2 separate regions of the Hordeum vulgare genome follow, and region 1 is linked to region 2. The links are chromatin contacts, called in public Hi-C maps. All regions are on one chromosome and are shown on one strand. The core of a region is the stretch at or near the end of the contact, and the rest is flanking DNA. Distances in the headings are between cores, read along the strand shown.

Region 1 (6,244 bases), core at 2,728-5,227, 750 kb before region 2:
CATTTCTGGCCCCTTCACTCGACCCTCCTCCCTCACCACCCCCTCGTCCTCCTCGACCCTTCTCCCTCCTCGTCCTCCTCACTCGACCCTCCTCCCTCACCACCCCCTCGTCCTCCTCGACCCTTCTCCCTCCTCGTCCTCCTCACTCGACCCTCCTCCCTCACCACCCCCTTGTCCTCCTCGACCCTTCTCCCTCCTCGTCCTCCTCACTCGACCCTCCTCCCTCACCACCCCCTCGTCCTCCTCGACCCTTCTCCCTCCTCGTCCTCCTCACTCGACCCTCCTCCCTCACCACCCCCTCGTCCTCCTCGACCCTTCTCCCTCCTCGTCCTCCTCACTCGACCCTCCTCCCTCACCACCCCCGTCATTGCCACCCAGTTCCGGCTATGACCACAATACCCACGCGCCACCGCCGCAACCACTAACCTTCCCAGTGACGGAGCGAGAATTTTTGTGAAGCCTCGGCAAACTTGAGGCCGAGTGTCTAGAAAACAAAATTGGGTTTTGGATACACAACATACAAAATAGCATCAAAATTTTGAACCAAAAATCTAAGTTAATGATGTAGTGAAAATATAACCATAGGAATCATACACAGATAATTTCAGAGTGAGATAATATAGTATATATTTATTTAGTTTCATAGGACAAAATTAAATGGAGACTTGACAACCAAGTCATAGAACCGAACTGATCATATTGCCGACAAAAACATAGCTACCCAAAATCACCATCCAAATGTCCTAAAAGGCACTATAAGATGAAAAAATGGATTTGTAATTCATATAAATTAAGTACTTTGATTTGTGAATATATTCAAAATAGAGATCTTGAAATAATGGAGATGTTCACATGAAACATGCCATAGTATGCTAAATAAATTCACGTGGCAATAGGATAGTGGACGTGGCTCTACTTATGTTTTTGGTTGCACACCATTGCATTTTCAGTGCCAAAAACCTCCCCAACTCTCAAAGTTAATAATTAAAAATAAAATAAAATTAACACCAACTATCTAAACCAAACCCCCTAAACAAAGGACGAAGCTCATCAACTGGTAATCATCCTAAATGACCAATTTCTCTCTTGAAACAAGCTCACACTCTACTTTATATACAAAGCAACAATCATCAAACGGTACATAAATAGACCTTAATTGGAACGGGGTAAAAAAAGAAACCGCTTCTCTCACGTAGGCACTCGTGGCCCATTAGGCTATTAAGTGCTTAATTAATTTATTAATTAGCACTGTTGACTAGATAGGAAAGGAGAGCCCATTGGACCAGCTGCCAACTGCCCGGGTAAACTACCGTGTGTGGAGTATTTTCCTCATTCTGATAGCTCCATCGTACCATGTAGCGCACCTAGTGAGCTCGGGAAACTGCCCAGGCTAGCCGGGAGGTGGCTCCGCCCGTGAACCTTCCCACCACATCCACACCACCCAGGCCGCCATTTACCCACAAGGTACCATGGTTGACATCGACGATGAGTTTCTTTTTTTAACAACGTCATATATTCATCGAACGATTCATTGTCCGGCAATATGAACTTTGTGGTTTCTACTATGGTCGTCAATGAGCACAAGTCTAGGGATGCAACCAATGTTTAGGGGGGTCAATCCCGGCCCATGCTTCGGCGTTGAATGACAATGGAGAGAGCGACCATTTCCTACTCTTTAGAGATTATTTCAATTGCATGTCCCTCCCTGCTCTTGAATACCAAGGTTTTCCGATAACACTTCCAGATGGAGAGACATTTGTTCGGCTGTATTCAGGATGGAGTACTCGAGTACGACAGTTACTTTAGATGCAAGAATGATGCCCTCGGAAGGGTTGTCTTCTCCTCTTATCAGAAATGCACTGCATCTATCCGGATGCTTGCATATGAAATTCCTAGTGATCTTGGAGATGAGTATGTTCGCATGAGTGAGTACACATGCCTTGCATCATTGTACCGGTTCTAAAAGTTTGTGGTTGTAGTGTTTGGCTCCGAGTATTTGGGTGAACCAACTGCAACACATAAAACCCGATTATTGGTGATCAATGAATCCAAAGGCTTTTTCGGGGATGCTCGATAGTATAGATTGTACCCACTGAAAGAGAAATAATTGTCCATTTTTTTTGCAAGGACAATACAAGGGTTTAATTTCTTAAGACTGTTTTTTGGTAGGGACAATACATGAGTTTGATTTCTCAAGACTCAGCAGGGACCAACATTGATTGGAGAGTTCACCCAACTTTATCATGAAATCCGTGATGGGTCACATTCAACTTCAAAATGATTTGGTTGAGCATGTGAACTCATCAACCAATAGATGTATCAGATCTTTTTATTTGTATTTGTGCCAATCTTAAATTCATTTGGTTGTAAGCTATGATATTTTAATTTGCTTGTAAATTGTAAGATCTTTATTTGGTTGTACATTATATATTGTGTTGTGAAACTATATGACGTTTTATTTGTATTTATACAATGTCAAAAACTTGGGCAAAAACTAGCTTGGCAGACCAAATGGGCCACATGGTTGGGTGCACTGCCATGAAATCCGCAAACGAGACAGGACGCCGCGCAAACTCTTTTTGTGCGGTAACGGTATATATCTCAGACCACTAGTTTTTCTATGTGATTCATACTAGGTATGGTCCACATATATGTATATTCTGTGTATTGGTATCTTAATTGCTACTATTGTTGTTTAGTCTCTGAGTTTGATGAGTCCCGTAGTACTTTTTTCAGTGTAGTGCGCTTGCCACAACACTGTTGTTTCTCTCTCTCCTAAAAAATTGAGACTTTTTAATCTTAGAAAATTTAAGTCACTCATAACTTTTAAAATATAATTTTGTTTGTGAAATAATTTATATATTTAAACTCATGGTGCGAAGACCTTCAAAGCTAGATCAATCTTGGATAGTTTTCAAACACAAACAAATTTAAGGTTTCACATTTCATATGTGAAATAAACCCATTTCACTAGTAAAGTGTGACTTGTGAAGTTGGTGACTTGTAAATGTGTAACAATTTATTTTAAAATAGTGAATATGTATTTGAAAAGGATGTTCTTTTTGTCAGACAAGATAGTGAAATGTGAAATGTGGGTTCTAGAATATGTTATTATGAAGAAAGACATAGTAAGTGAAATATGTTATCATGAAATATGATTAAAAATGCGTGAGACAAGTTATTTATGAAATCTCTTTTGAAATGAGTGCAATATGTTTGAGTAACATATGTTATATAAAATAACTGAAATCTGTTTTAGAGTGTGGAATCTGATTTAAAATGAATGAGCTATTAGAAAATATTTTTTGAATGAGTGGAGTATGTGATTATGATTTTTGTTTTTGAAATTAATGAAATATTTTATATGAAAAATGTTATATGAAATGAGTGAAATATATTTTGAAATATGTGAAATTTGTTTTAAAATGAGTGAAATATGTTATTATGAGTGAAATATATTACCATGACATATGTGAGATGTGTTAAATTAATATTTTAAACTCGTTCAAAATATATTCAAAACTGGTCTTGTTTTAAAGGTCTATCAACCATGAATTCAAATATGTAAATTGTTTCACAAATGATTTTTTGTTAAAATGATATAAGCAAAATAAATGTAAGTTTTAGTTGGAGAGAGCATCTCTGTGCATGCAATACTTCTCTTCTTACTCTCTCAACAACAACAAAAAGTTGTAGGTGTGGACCCCTTTCTATTTGTATTGCTATGTATTCTCGAAACAAAACGATTTACTCTTTATATTAAACAGTGCGAGACTAATATTAGGATTGCAACGAGTAGATGCGGATCTGCACGATGAGGTACAGTGCAATTTCTTCCGGACACCGCCCCTTCGATCGACTCAAACAGACACAAGACAGATCAAACTGTGTCTGTTGGCCGAGTTGCCTTCAACGCCGTTGCTGGGAGCAGGTGTCCATTTGCTTTGCATGGGAGCTCCTATCACACGCTCTTTGTGTTAAATTGGCGCCATTACACACATGGTAGCCCCGGTTGGGCAGGTCCATGTAGTGAAGTTGCCCCTACTGCAGGGAGCCAGTTCAATAGAACACGTTACTTTAGTGAGCCGGTATTGTATCTTTTTCTTCGGCAAACAAGAATAATTCATTTTTATAAGTGAATATTATTTTTAAATATATTATTCTAAAATCAAACATTTAAAAAATTGAGTGTATTTTCAAATTCTGCATAATTTTTTAAACTGGAAGGTTTAAATTCCTAACATACAGAGGAAACATAAACATTTCTTTGAAATTAAGTATTTTTTAGGAAATATAAACATTTATTTACTTTTTTTAAATGTATATTTTTTTACTAAAATGCAAACTATTTTAAACTGTGAACATTTTTGTAAATATGGTTTTCCATTATTCTGAAAACCTAATTTGAATTTTCTTAAATGAAAATATTTTTGAATTGTGATTTTTTTGGAAACTTGAACCTTTTTTGAAATTGCAATATGTTGAACAATTTTTGAACCACAAACAATTTTCAAAATGTATGTGCATTTTTTAATTTTTGAAAAAAAAGAAAATAGGAAAAAAATGTTGAAATATATAAATATAAATAAACTGGTAAAGCAAAATAAAAAAAAATAAGGATTCTTCTAGAAAGTTTCTAAACCAGAATCTTGTAGAAGTAGTAGCTACGTGGCTTAAATGGCCAACCACTAATTAGATGTACTTGTCTCCGGTGTGAAACGGCGAATTTGCGCCATGTCTTGCTAGTTGCGCATACCTAGGGCATACCCTATTTGACACGCGTTAGCGTCAAAACGGTGTGCTTTCGCTAAGGATTGGCTCTGGTTGGGCCGGCCCACGTACGAGTTTGGCGTTTTGCCGTTTGATTCGCTCGCTGAACATGGTATTGAAGATCAAAGAGAGAGAAGAAGTCATCTAGCTACTAGCTATGGACCCGTAGGTCTGTGATGAAACTACTCACACATCATCGGAGGGGCAATGGAGTTGATGTAGATGCCCTCCGTGATCAATTCCCTCTTCGGCAGATTACCGAAAAAGGCTTCCAGATTGGATCTCTCGGGAACAGAGGCTCCCGGCGGCGTAAAAGTATCCTCGTGGCTCTTTTTGATGTTTTTGGAATATTTGAGAATTTATAAGCCAAGAATTATGGTTAGGAGACCTGTAGGGGGCCCACAAGACACGGGGCGCGGCCACCCCCAGGGCACGCCCTGCAGGCTTGTGGCCTCCCGACAACTTCCTTGCCCCCTACTCCAAGTCTGTTGTTTGTCTTCTGGTCCAGAAAAAATCTTTTCTAAGATTTTATTCCGTGTGGACTCCGTTTAATATTCCTTATGTGCAATATTCACAAACGTGGAAAAAACAGAAACTGGCACTAGGCTCTTGGTTAATAGGTTAGTCCCAAAAATAATGTAAAACAATATATTAATGCATATAAAACATCCAAAACATATAATATAATAGCATGGAACAATAAAAAATTATAGATACATTGGAGACGTATCAAGCACCACTCACTATTTCTCATTCCGCATTAACTTGAGTAATTTAATTTCGGTTGAGTTATTTCTCATTTGTTGTTCTTGGAGACTTTGTCTGTTCATTCTCTTGTGCTATTTCATGTGTGAACATACAATGTTTTGTTTTGTGTCACCTCTCACTATGCCAAAGATTGTCTCTTTGTTTGTCTGCCTGATATTCATCTTCTGCTACTTATACATTCTTCTTAGTTCTGTTTTGATGAAAATCTTATAGTAATATGTCTAGTTATTCTCGCAACTTCAAGTAGATTTCCTTCGTAGGTCTGCTTCTGATAGTTCATTTTGTTGTGTTGTTCTGAGAGTATTTAACTTTTGAAAGAATTTTTAATCTCCCATCCATCTTCTTCTGGTCATTATACTCCATTCCTACATTGCCTATAATGGGTTGTTGGTGCACCCCTACAGAGTTAAATCTTTACGAAATCTTGTGTCCGTGGTTATGTGGATGACTTGTGTTGGTGCAATAATTTGTCTACTCTGTTTTGCAGATTGTTGTGATAAACAGTGAGGGACTAATGTGTTTGCCAGTGCATGTAGTGATTATAGGCCCGAGGAGTCACAAGGAGTTTGGTGCAAATTCCAAAGATAATCTCCTCTACACTAGCAAAGATTATCACTGCAGATTATGCGTGATGAAATTGAGCCCAAACAATTGTTGACACAAAGCAATTAGTTCGGTGATTGTCCGTTGACACAAAGAATCAAGA
Region 2 (6,043 bases), core at 1,093-3,592:
ACAGGAAAGTAACGCAGCGTGGGAAGTTGTTCCTGTGGCGCCTACACCAACTGAAGAGGAAGTTAATGATAATGATCATGAAGCTTCGGATAAAGTTACTACTGAGCCGCGAAGGTCCACAAGGGTACGATGCGCACCAGAGTGGTACGGCAACCCTCTGATGGAAATCATGTTGTTAGACAACGGTGAACCTTCGAACTATGAAGAAGCGATGGCGGGCCCGGATTCCAACAAATGGCTTGAAGCTATGAAATCCGAGATAGGATCCATGTATGAGAACAAAGTATGGACTTTGGTGGACTTGCCCGATGACCGACGAGCCATAGAAAATAAATGGATCTTCAAGAAGAAGACTGATGCAAACGGTAATGTAACCGTTTATAAAGCTCGACTTGTCGCAAAGGGTTTTCGACAAATTCAAGGAATTGACTACGAAGAGACTTTCTCTCCCGTAGCGAAGCTGAAGTCAGTATGAATCATGTTAGCAATTGCCCCCTTTTATGATTATGAAATTTGGCAAATGGACGTCAAAACAACGTTCCTTAACGGGAACCTTAAGGAAGAGTTGTATATGATGCAACCAGAAGGTTTTGTCGACCCTAAGGGTGCTAACAAAGTGTGCAAGCTCCAGCGCTCCATCTATGGGCTGGTGCAAGCATCTCGGAGTTGGAAGATTCGCTTTAATGAGGTGATTAAAGCGTTTGGGTTCATACAGGTTTACGGAGAAGCCTGTGTGTACAAGAAAGTGAGTGGGAGCTCTGTAGCTTTCCTCATACTGTATGTGGATGACATATTATTGATGGGGAATAATATAGAGATGTTGGAGAGCATAAAGGCCTATTTGAACAAGAGTTTTTCAATGAAGGACCTTGGAGAAGTGTTTCGGACACCGGAAGTGTTTTTCAATGATGGTCCGGAGGTAAATATTGGTATATAGGACGGATGGTTTCGGACACCGGAAGTGTTTCGGGCGTCAGCGGTAACGTACCGGGACCACCGGGACCACCGGAGGTGGCCCCGGGGGTCCACCGGAAGGGGGCAACGACCCCGGGAGGCTAGATGGGCCAAGTGCGGGAGGGAACCAACCCCTAGGTGGGCTGGTGCGCCCCCCACACTCAGCCCAAGGCGCAGGAGGTGGAGAGGGGGGAAACCCTAGGCGCTGGTGGGCCTAAGGCCCACCTAGGGGTGCGCCACCCCCTCCCCTTGCCTTGGCCGCCGCACCTCCCATCTGGGGGTGCTGTCGCACCACCTAGGGTGGGAACCCTTGGGGTGGCAGCCCCCCTCCCCTCCTCCTATATATAGTGGGCACTTTTGGGCTTTTGGAGACACAGTTTTCCCTCTCCCTCGGCGCAGCCCTGCTCTTCTTTTTCCTCCTCTCTGCCGGTGCTTGGCGAAGCCCTGCCGGGAGACCTCGTCTCTCCATCGACACCATGTCGTAGTGCTGCTGGAGATCTTCCCCAACCTCTCCCTCCTCCTTGCTGGATCAAGGTGCGGGAGACGTCACCGGGCTGCATGTGTGTTGAACGCGGAGGTGTCGTAGTCCGGCACTAGATCGTAATCACACCGCGATCTGAATCGCCGCGAGTACGACTCCATCAACCGCGTTCTAGTAACGCTTCCGCTTAGCGATCTTCAAAGGTATGAAGATGCACTCACCCCTCTCTCGTTGATGGTCTCTCCATAGGAAGATCTGAATATGCGTAGGAATTTTTTTAAATTTATGCTACGTTACCCAACAAGATGCTTCTCCCGATGTTCAATAGTGGTTGTAGGAACAGCCAGGCTTATGACGAACACTTGAAACACCATCTCGAGAGAGCTCAGCGGAAATTCAAGTCAGATGCTCACAAGCACAGATCCATGAGACTTTGCTCTTGGGGAATTTGTTTTTCTTAAATTACAACCGTATGGTCAACTGTCTCTGTTCAATCGACCCTGCCCTAAGCTGGCTTTCAAATATTTTGGGCCATTTCAGATTTGTAGAAGATAGGACCAACACGACACTCAAATTCATCCGGTGTTTCATGTCTCGCAGCTGAATCAGCAAGTGTGTGATCACACAATTTTCCCAAACTGCCTCGTCTAGACAATGAAGATTTAACTCCGTCCAAAATCCGGGACCGACGGCTGGTCAAACAAGGTAACACTGCTCTCCTTTAGGTGTTGATTCGTTGGTCTGATCTGCATGCAGAATTCGCCACCTGAAAAGATTACACAACATAACAGAAAAGGTTTCCACGGGCAGCTACTTGGAGGCAAGCAGCTTCTCAAGGAGAGGGCACCGTCACCGCCCCTACTTTGTCACGCGAAAGAGTAGTACGGCCGAGTGGGGCATTGTCGTCGATGTGGTCTGTACTCAGAAGTATGGGCCATTGTAGTAAGTCGGGCCATGGGCCGCATAATGCACTAAGTGGGTGAGTGAGTGAGGTTTTATAAGCTCGAGATTATGTAGTCGTCTGGATTAAAAAACATATGAAATGAAATAGTCTCTCTTGTCTCTCGCCCATGCTCTGCCTTCTTTCCTCCCTGACCTTTTTCTTCTGCAAGTCACCACCAACCTCCTGCCTCCACGTCAACCTCCAAGAAAATCTAAAATTCCGCCGGCCAGTGAATTAAAATATGAACATCAATCCTGAAACATGCGAAACTGGGCAAATGAATCGGTGCTCTTGGATTTCCAGAAGAGGGGGCTCGATTCGGATCATCATCCACATGTTGTACTGACGTTAACCATCCGTATGGCCATGATTCCGGTCAAATCTTTTGCCTCCATTTACAAAAAAAATTAAAAAAATCGTTATCTATCCTGACGCTCCGTGCATATTAGTTTATCCAAGATCGTTCCTGGCACAAGCACATGACGACTACATCAGTGACGCTGGGTTAATGGCGTGATTAGGTGCGTAGACATGGGGTACTATATTCTTGTTAATCTCTCCTCTGGAGAAGCCTGGCTAGTGTATGTTGTTCGCAGAACCAGTGTGCGGTACATGTAAGACCCTGCATCTCACGATAATCACCGATACAACTAATTAAGCATGACACTTGTGATTGCATACTCTACGTGTGCAGGATGCATGATACGCGGTATTATAGAATATTGCATGGTCAACTGCGAGCTCCATGCGACGGCAACCTGATCTGAAAACAAGTACGTACTGTATAAGATAACAAAGTTGAAAGGCCAATCAAAAATAAAATTAGGGCGATGGCCGGCTATCATGCAGCTGCAACGTCAGGTGTCTGCCGTAAGCACGCCCATCGTCAGCAACGTGCCACTACACGTGCATTATTCGGATTGGCACTTGGCATCATGGCGTTTGTCTGGCTCAACAGATCAGGTCGTGGGTAGATGCTTCAGCCACACCCACGATCACGTGGTTTCACATTGGTTGAGACTGCCATGAACGTATATACTTAAATCATTTAACAAACATAGACAGACAGGCCATTGCAGATGCCGAAAGGTTTATTGTCTTTTATAAGTATCCTTCTATATACATTAATATTTTCAACATGGTATTATTTTCAAATATTTTTTATGAGTCATTTGAACACAGTAGAAACAACATAGCATATGCTAAGTGTATATCCCAAATTCCCAATGTTCATTTCTGAGCAGAGTAAAGTATATCAAAGCTATTGCCAACACTGTCATTTCTCGGGGTCAAAAAAGGTTCAAAATTGGAAAAATGTTCATAAATTAATACTAAATAACACGAATTCAGAAAAATACGAATTCAAAAAACATCATGATTTCAAAAACAAATCATGAATTTAAGTTCAAAAATGTCCATGAGCTTGAGAAAATGTTGATGGGTCTGAAAATCTTCATGAATGTAGAAAATGTTTGTGAATAAATCTTCATGGATGTGAGAAGTTCAAAATTTAACAAAATCATTAATTTGCAAAATGTTCATGAGTTCATGAAGGTTCGCAAATTAAGAAAAAATTACAAATTTGAAGTTTTCCATGTGAAATGTTCATCAATATGAAAAACAAATGTGAGACTAAAAATGACAAAGAATTTGAAATATTATTCACTAATTTGAAATTATGCACAAATATTTAAAAAGTTCATGAATTTGATTTTAAAAAAGGGTTTGGGAATTTGAAAAATCTTAACAGAATGAAAATAATCCAAAATTTTATTGAATGTTCACAAATTTCAAAAAAGATCAAGGACAGGAAAAAAGGGGAACACAAATAGAAAAGATCAACATAAATAAAAACGTGAACCAATAGAATAACAGAAAACAGAGAATAAGCAAAAAATGATGGGACAAACAAAAGAAACCAATGGAGCCTTCCTATAATCACATGGTTCAAAAACCAGCCCCTATCTTTTTACCAAGAATGTTTGCGGAAACAACTAAATGTTTGACAACTAAAAAATGTTCAAGGGTTTAAAATTGTCCGTGGATTCAAAATTTTCCATGAATTGAAAAGAAATCATGAATTTGAAAATGTTAAAGAAGCTGAAAACCAGGAAAAACTGAAAAGGGATAAACAGAATTAAAAAAAAAAATGCTGTAAAATGGTCATGCGAGCCAGAGTGGAAACCGATCTGTACTCTTCCCGGTCGCTAGAGCTATATGCCGCCCTTACCATCTACGGGCCACGGCTAGCGCCCGGTCCATTAGTGTGGTTGATCGCTGTCAGCTGTAGGTTCACATCTTCCCGGTTTTCTTTGCGTTCAGTTTCTTTTTCATTTATTTTTTCCTCTGATATTATTTTTTCACTCTTTTCTCATCATTTTACTCCGGTAGTCTTTAATATTTTTCTTCGGTTTTTTTGTTATTCTTTCTTAGTGATACTCTTGTTTTTTATTCGTTTTTATTTTATTTATTTTCTTATTTATTCTATTTTATATTATTTTTATTGCCTTTTATCTCTTTTATTTTTTAAGACATTCTTACTTTCTTTGCAATACAAAGTGTACATTTTTATAGCACATGTGAAAAATTGTTTTGATAAATGTTGGACGTTTTCTAATACATGATGTATATATTTGTTTAAAATAGATTTCTTGTACAGTTTTCCGAATCCATAGTAACATTTTCAGTACTGATTTTATATTATTTTATTGGTAATATATTTTGTACATTTTTCACATTTTATAAACCTTTTAAAGAAATTTCACAATCTATTTTCTCAGAAAGACTTATATTCTTTAAAATTATTACATTCTTACTCAAACATAATTATATTCTTTTTACACTGTATAAAAGTTTTATGGAAATTTCACATTTTATAAACTTTTTATGGAATTTAAAGAAATTATTATATTCTTTAAAATGTAAAGTACATTTTTTACCGCAAATAAGAATTTTACTGACTTACTCAAACATTTGTTTTAGAAGGTATATAAATTTTTTAAAATCTCGCAAATATTTTTTGTGAAACATGGGAATAATTCCATAATGTAACATGCTTTTTTAACAGTACAAAAAAATTACATTATACAAAAAATAATATTTTGTATGCATTCCTTCGAATTAGTATACATTTTCCAAAATCCGGAAACTTATTTTTCGTTGTCAATAACATTTATTTGAAAGTTAAAAGAAAATTATAAAACTGTGGCAGCAGTTTTTTATAATGTTAACATTTTTTCCAAATATGTGTTTTTAAATTTCTTAAACAAATTTATTTTAATAATATAAATGCATTTCAATTATAAAAGAAACATTAGAAAAGGATATTCAAGTGACGTCAGCATGCCGAGCCACATCCTACTAGGTCAGCCCACCACCGGTGACGTGTAAGCGAGGCAGAAGTCTACCTTGCAATAGGCAACACATAGCCGAGAGCAACTAATTGGCGAACGCTTCTTCGGAAGCCTTCAACGATCACTCCCACGCAAAGCCACTTGATGCGTTTTCAGCCGTCGTCATGTGTCGCGCTCTGAGCGTTTTTATTTTATTTTTTTGCATGCATTTTTGGCTTTTTAGGTGTGTTTTTCTAGGGTTTTTCGGTGCTCTGGTTTTTATTGGTCTTTCTTAGCTTTTGAACGAAAAATATATATATATTTTTTGCATGA

What was found. Hi-C and Micro-C count contacts between places; a contact is called where the count stands out from the background.
Region 1: a Hi-C map of leaf shows a contact between it and region 2, with 2.5 times the contacts expected there. The contact joins two enhancer-like sites. A contact is called at or near these places in 2 of 6 Hi-C or Micro-C datasets (leaf and seedling).

Annotation. Positions count from the first base shown.
Region 1 is chr1H:453,900,319-453,906,562 of MorexV3_pseudomolecules_assembly, reverse strand. No RefSeq gene overlaps it. Among protein-coding and RNA genes, the nearest start is that of LOC123444706, 13 kb to the left of the region's middle. Within about 2 kb of position 3,977, at least 2 of the 3 cell types and tissues checked have open chromatin away from gene starts, as enhancers often do. A contact at or near this core is called in leaf, where this site is marked.
Region 2 is chr1H:453,147,715-453,153,757 of MorexV3_pseudomolecules_assembly, reverse strand. No RefSeq gene overlaps it. Among protein-coding and RNA genes, the nearest start is that of LOC123413945, 33 kb to the left of the region's middle. Within about 2 kb of position 2,342, at least 2 of the 3 cell types and tissues checked have open chromatin away from gene starts, as enhancers often do. A contact at or near this core is called in leaf, where this site is marked.